Regions from separate parts of the Mus musculus genome. Here region 2 is linked to region 1. Evidence: chromatin contacts called from public promoter capture Hi-C data. All regions are on one chromosome and are shown on one strand. Each heading gives the region's core, a stretch centred on a gene start, on an enhancer-like site or on the middle of the called end of the contact. The rest is flanking DNA. Distances are from core to core; before and after follow the strand shown.

Region 1 (2,587 bases), core at 58-2,557:
AGAGTCAGTTCCAGAACAGCCAAGGCTACACAGACAGATACTGCCTCAAAAAAACAAAATAAAAATAAATAAATAAAATAAAAATAAATAAAAGAAAGAAAAAACCTGCTCCCCGACTTGCCTACAGCCAGTCTTTTAGAGGCATCTTCTCAATAGAAATTCCCTCTTTCCAGATGGCCTTAGCCTATGTCAATTTGACAAAAAAAAAAAACCAAAAAACAAAAACACCAACTCGATCTTTTATTATTAACCATGGCACGCGGGGAAGGAACCCAGGGCTTTCTACATACTGAGCACACACTGACCAACACCACTTCAATGACTTTAAAATGTTTACTTTCTTTCTTTCTTTTTTTTGTTTTGTTTTCTTGGTTTTTTTTTTTTTTTTGAGACAGAGTTTCTCTGTATAGCCCTGGCTGTCCTGGGACTCACTCTGTAGACCAGGCTGGCCTCCAACTCAGAAATCTGCCTGCCTCTGCCTCCCAAGTGCTGGGATTAAAGGGGTGTGCCACCACTCCTGGCTTAAAATGTTTTCTAAAGATGGGTTTCATTTTATGCGTCTGGGTGTGTGCCTGGTGCCCACGGAGGTCCGAAGAGGGGGGTCATATCTCTGGGAACTGGAGTTGATGGTTTATGTCGCCAGAGGTGTTGGGAATCAAACCGGGGTCCTCTGGAAGAGCAGCCATCATTCTTAACCATTGAATCATGGCTTTGGTTCCAGGGACTGCTTTTTATGTTACAGAAAGGTGATTTCTTTCTTCCTCCTTCCCTCCCTCCTCCCCCTCCCCCACTCCTTGCTTCTCCCACTCCCACCCCCCAACTCTCTCTCTTTCTAGGTGTAACATCATGGAGTTACCCATGTTGCCCTCATATGCATGAATGAAGCTTGGTGACTTTCTAGGTACACTGTCCCTCTGTGTGTATCAAAAGAAGCAGTTTCTATTGCCCCACTGTAGCCATCACGAATCCCCTTTCTCTCTCTCTCTCTCTTTTTAAAAAATATTAATTTATTTCATGTACATGAATACACCAGAAGAGAGCATCAGATCCGTTTCAGATGGTTGTGAGCCACCATGTGGTGCTGGGATTTGAACTCAGGACCTCAGGAAGAGCAAGCAGTCAGTGCTCTTAACTGCTGAGCCATCTCTCCAGCCCCAATGAGGATTACCATTCCCCACTGCCAATCATCTGTTAACTGAGCCTTTCTTCATTCATTACTTTATTTTGCAGTATGAGGTATCTAACCCAACCCCTCACATGGCGCTAAACTCTACCACTGAGCACCACACCCAAACCACAGTCAAGTTATCTGAGGTTTAGACCCTCCCAGATCCAGGCAGAATGAGCCGCCTGCAAACTGGTCCTCATGTGACAGCTCTTCATCTCTCCTAGTGTTTAAATCACATCCTTGCTTCCTGTCACTTCGAGCGGTCCCAAGTCAGGACCTCTGATGATGTGAATGGGAACCCTGCACAGGGGAGGCAGACATCTCTGCAGCATCCTTCAGCCAACTCAGGCCTGTGAGCAGGAGAGGCTCTGAAGCCACTGCTGAGGGAATAGGGGAACAGCTGTGAGAAGTTAGCACACGCCTGGCACACAGCCAGCCAGTCAGGGACCTGCGTGCTCTTTTTCTTTTCTGGTGTGACCAGTCCTGTGAACCATTCATGTGTGGTCAGAGCCCAGCTGATTATCGGAAATGGGCTGTTAATGACTTAGCCAGAAGCATCTGCCCCTGGCAGAGGATGGAAACAGATGAAACTAAACCGGACCTGGCTATGCTGGGAAGGAAGCAGAGGGGAAGTCCAGGGGGAGCTGAACCTGGAAGCCAAGCAGCTCTGAGGGTGGGAGGGGGGCCTCGGGGAGGACACTCAGGGAGGAGGTCGGAAGCAGGGGTAGTGGTAGTGGTGGAGGCCCTGCTTCCTGGAGACTCAGATAGTGGAGGTCTCTATCTTTTGTCTTCTTTTCTTTTCTTCTTCTTTTGTTGTTGTTTCTTTTTTCCTTCTTTCTTCTTTTCTTTTTCCCTTTTCTTTGTTTTTTTTTTTTTCCCCCCGAGGCAGGGTTTCTCTGTATAGCCCTGGTTGTCCTGGAACTCACTCTGTAGACCAGGCTGGCCTCGAACTCAGAAATCTGCCTGCCTCTGCCTCCTGAGTGCTGGGATTAAACACATCGCCATCACTCCACGGCTTCAATCGCAGCACTTGGGAGGCAGAAGCAGGCAGATCCCTGTGAATTCTAGTCTATAGCCAGTCTAGTCTATAGCACTAATTCCAGGACAGTCAGGGCTACACAGAGAAATCCTGTCCTGAAAAACCAAACCAAACCAAACCAAACCAAAAAACCCAAAATGAAAACAAACAAAATACTTGTAACTCAAGCTGACCTAGAATTTCTAATCCTCCTGCCTCAGCTTTCCTAATTTTTAAATTATATTTCTGCTCCACCATGCCCAGAATAAAGACAGGTTCACTTTGAGGCTCATATAAAATCCCTAGTCTGATAGAAGATGAGAGGCTACAGTGTGGAGCCGCTTCATCTCAAGGGGAGGGAGGGCACCAGGGTCTCTCCATCTGGGAACCTTCAGATAGGG
Region 2 (2,587 bases), core at 62-2,561, 120 kb after region 1:
CTTGTCGGACACAGTCTTGTCGGACACGGTCTAGCTGAGTCAATGAGCTCTAGGGTAGGTAGACTGCATCTGCTTGCCAGCATCCATGAAGTCCTGGGTTAACTCTGCTTAAACTGGGTAGTATAGCATATGCCCACAAACAGAAAGTGGAGATAGGAAGAGAAGAAGGTCAAGGCCATCCTTTGCTACATATAAGTTCTAGAACAGCCTGGGACAGATGAGACACCTCGTGAAAGAAAGGAAAGAGGGTGGGGGGGGGACATAGGGAAGGAAAGGAAAGAATAAAAAGGAAGAAGAGGAAGGAAGAGGGGAGGGAGAGGGTGTGGGTGTGATGGAAGGACAAGATTTCAGCAAGCAAGTAAACAAGCAAACAAACAAACAAACAAACAAAATCACTGTGTGCTTGTGGTGCTGGAAGTTAAACTCTGGGTAAGCACTTTCCCTTAGCCTCAATAAAAATAAAACATGAAAGACCCCACCATAAGGCTTAGCAAGCTAGCTGCAGTAACGCCATTTTGCAAGGCATGAAAAAGTACCAGAGCTGAGCTCTCAAAAGTTACAAGGAAGTTCAGTTAAAGATTAACAGTTACAAATCAAGGCTGAATAATACTAGGACAAGGGCCAAACAGGATATCGGTGGTCAAGCGCCTGGGCCCCGGCTCAGGGCCAAGAACAGATGGTACCCAGATAAAGCGGAACCAGCAACAGTTTCTGAAAAAGTCCCACCTCAGTTTCAGGTTCCCCAAATGACCAGGAAATACCCCAAGCCTTGATTTGAACTAACCACTCAGCTCGCTTCTCGCTTCTGTACCCGCGCTTTTTGCTCCCCAGCCCCAGCCCTATAAAAAGGGTAAGAACTCCACACTCGGCGCGCCAGTCCTCCGACAGACTGAGTCGCCCGGGTACCCGTGTTCCCAATAAAGCCTCTTGCTGATTACATCCGAATCGTGGTCTCGCTGATCCTTGGGAGGGTCTCCTCAGATTGATTGACCACCCACCTCGGGGGTCTTTCATTTGGAGGTTCCACCGAGATTAGGAGACCCCTGCCCAGGGACCACCGACCCCCGCCGGGAGGTAAGCTGGCCAGCGGTCGTTTCGTGTCTGTCTCTGTCTCCGTGCGTGTTGCGTGTTTGTGCCGGCATCTAATGTTTGCGCCTGCGTCTGTACTAGTTAGCTAACTAGATCTGTATCTGGCGGTTCTGCGGAAGAACTGACGAGTTCGTATTCCCGGCCGCAGCCCTGGGAGACGTCCCAGCGGCCTCGGGGGCCCGTTTTGTGGCCCATTCTGTATCAGTTAACCTACCCGAGTCGGACTTTTTGGAGCTCCTCCACTGTCCGAGGGGCACGTGGCTTTGTTGGGGGACGAGAGGCGGAGACACTTCCCTCCCCCGTCTGAATTTTTTACTTTCGGTTTTACGCCGAAACCGCGCCGCGCGTCTGATTTGTTTGTTGTCCTTTTGTCCTTCGTTAGTTTTCTCCTGTCTTTAAGTGTTTTCGAGATCATGGGACAGACCGTAACTACCCCTCTGAGTCTAACCTTGCAGCACTGGGGAGATGTCCAGCGCATTGCATCCAATCAGTCTGTGGATGTCAGGAAGAGGCGCTGGGTTACCTTCTGTTCCGCCGAATGGCCAACTTTCAATGTGGGATGGCCTCAGGATGGTACTTTTAATTTAGGTATTATCTCTCAGGTCAAGTCTAGAGTGTTTTGTCCTGGTCCCCACGGACACCCGGATCAGGTCCCATATATCGTCACCTGGGAGGCACTTGCCTATGACCCCCCTCCGTGGGTCAAACCGTTTGTCTCTCCAAAACCCCCTCCTTTACCGACAGCTCCCGTCCTCCCGCCCGGTCCTTCTGCGCAACCTCCGTCCCGATCTGCCCTTTACCCTGCCCTTACCCCCTCTATAAAGACCAAACCTCCTAAGCCCCAGGTTCTCCCTGATAACGGCGGACCTCTCATTGACCTTCTCACAGAGGACCCCCCGCCGTACGGAGCACAACCTTCCTCCTCTGCCAGAGGGAACGATGAAGAAGAGGCGGCCGCCACCTCCGAGGTTTCCCCCCCTTCTCCCATGGTGTCTCGACTGCGGGGAAGGAGGGACCCTCCCGCAGCGGACTCCACCTCCTCCCAGGCATTCCCACTCCGCATGGGGGGAGATGGCCAGCTTCAGTATTGGCCGTTTTCCTCCTCGGACTTATACAATTGGAAAAATAATAACCCTTCCTTTTCTGAAGATCCAGGTAAATTGACGGCCTTGATTGAGTCCGTCCTCATCACCCACCAGCCCACCTGGGACGACTGTCAGCAGTTGTTGGGGACCCTGCTGACCGGAGAAGAAAAGCAGCGGGTGCTCCTAGAGGCTAGAAAGGCAGTCCGGGGCAATGATGGACGCCCCACTCAGTTGCCTAATGAAGTCAATGCTGCTTTTCCCCTTGAACGCCCCGATTGGGATTACACCACTACAGAAGGTAGGAACCACCTAGTCCTCTATCGCCAGTTGCTCTTAGCGGGTCTCCAAAACGCGGGCAGAAGCCCCACCAATTTGGCCAAGGTAAAAGGGATAACCCAGGGACCTAATGAGTC

The links. Capture Hi-C pulls out chosen DNA fragments and counts their contacts.
Region 2: a contact with region 1 is called in a promoter capture Hi-C map of pancreatic islet. The contact joins two enhancer-like sites. A contact is called at or near these places in 2 of 15 datasets of contacts at CTCF or cohesin (large pre-B cells and pro-B cells), 14 of 484 Hi-C or Micro-C datasets (B cells, CD8 T cells, CD8 central memory T cells and 8 more), 5 of 115 datasets of contacts at active chromatin or transcription factors (bone marrow-derived dendritic cells, embryonic stem cells, large pre-B cells and 2 more) and 4 of 9 other capture datasets (adipose tissue, liver, macrophages and 1 more).

The regions. Positions count from the first base shown.
Region 1 is chr4:134,040,349-134,042,935 of GRCm38.p6, forward strand. No RefSeq gene overlaps it. Among named protein-coding and RNA genes, the nearest start is that of Lin28a, 23 kb to the left of the region's middle. Within about 2 kb of position 1,308, at least 53 of the 459 cell types and tissues checked have an H3K27ac peak or open chromatin away from gene starts, as enhancers often do. A contact at or near this core is called in CD8 T cells, pancreatic islet and pro-B cells, where this site is marked.
Region 2 is chr4:134,158,925-134,161,511 of GRCm38.p6, forward strand. The region is part of intron 3 of Cep85 (centrosomal protein 85); the gene reads right to left. Among named protein-coding and RNA genes, the nearest start is that of Cep85, 27 kb to the right of the region's middle. Within about 2 kb of position 1,312, at least 56 of the 459 cell types and tissues checked have an H3K27ac peak or open chromatin away from gene starts, as enhancers often do. A contact at or near this core is called in CD8 T cells, pancreatic islet and pro-B cells, where this site is marked.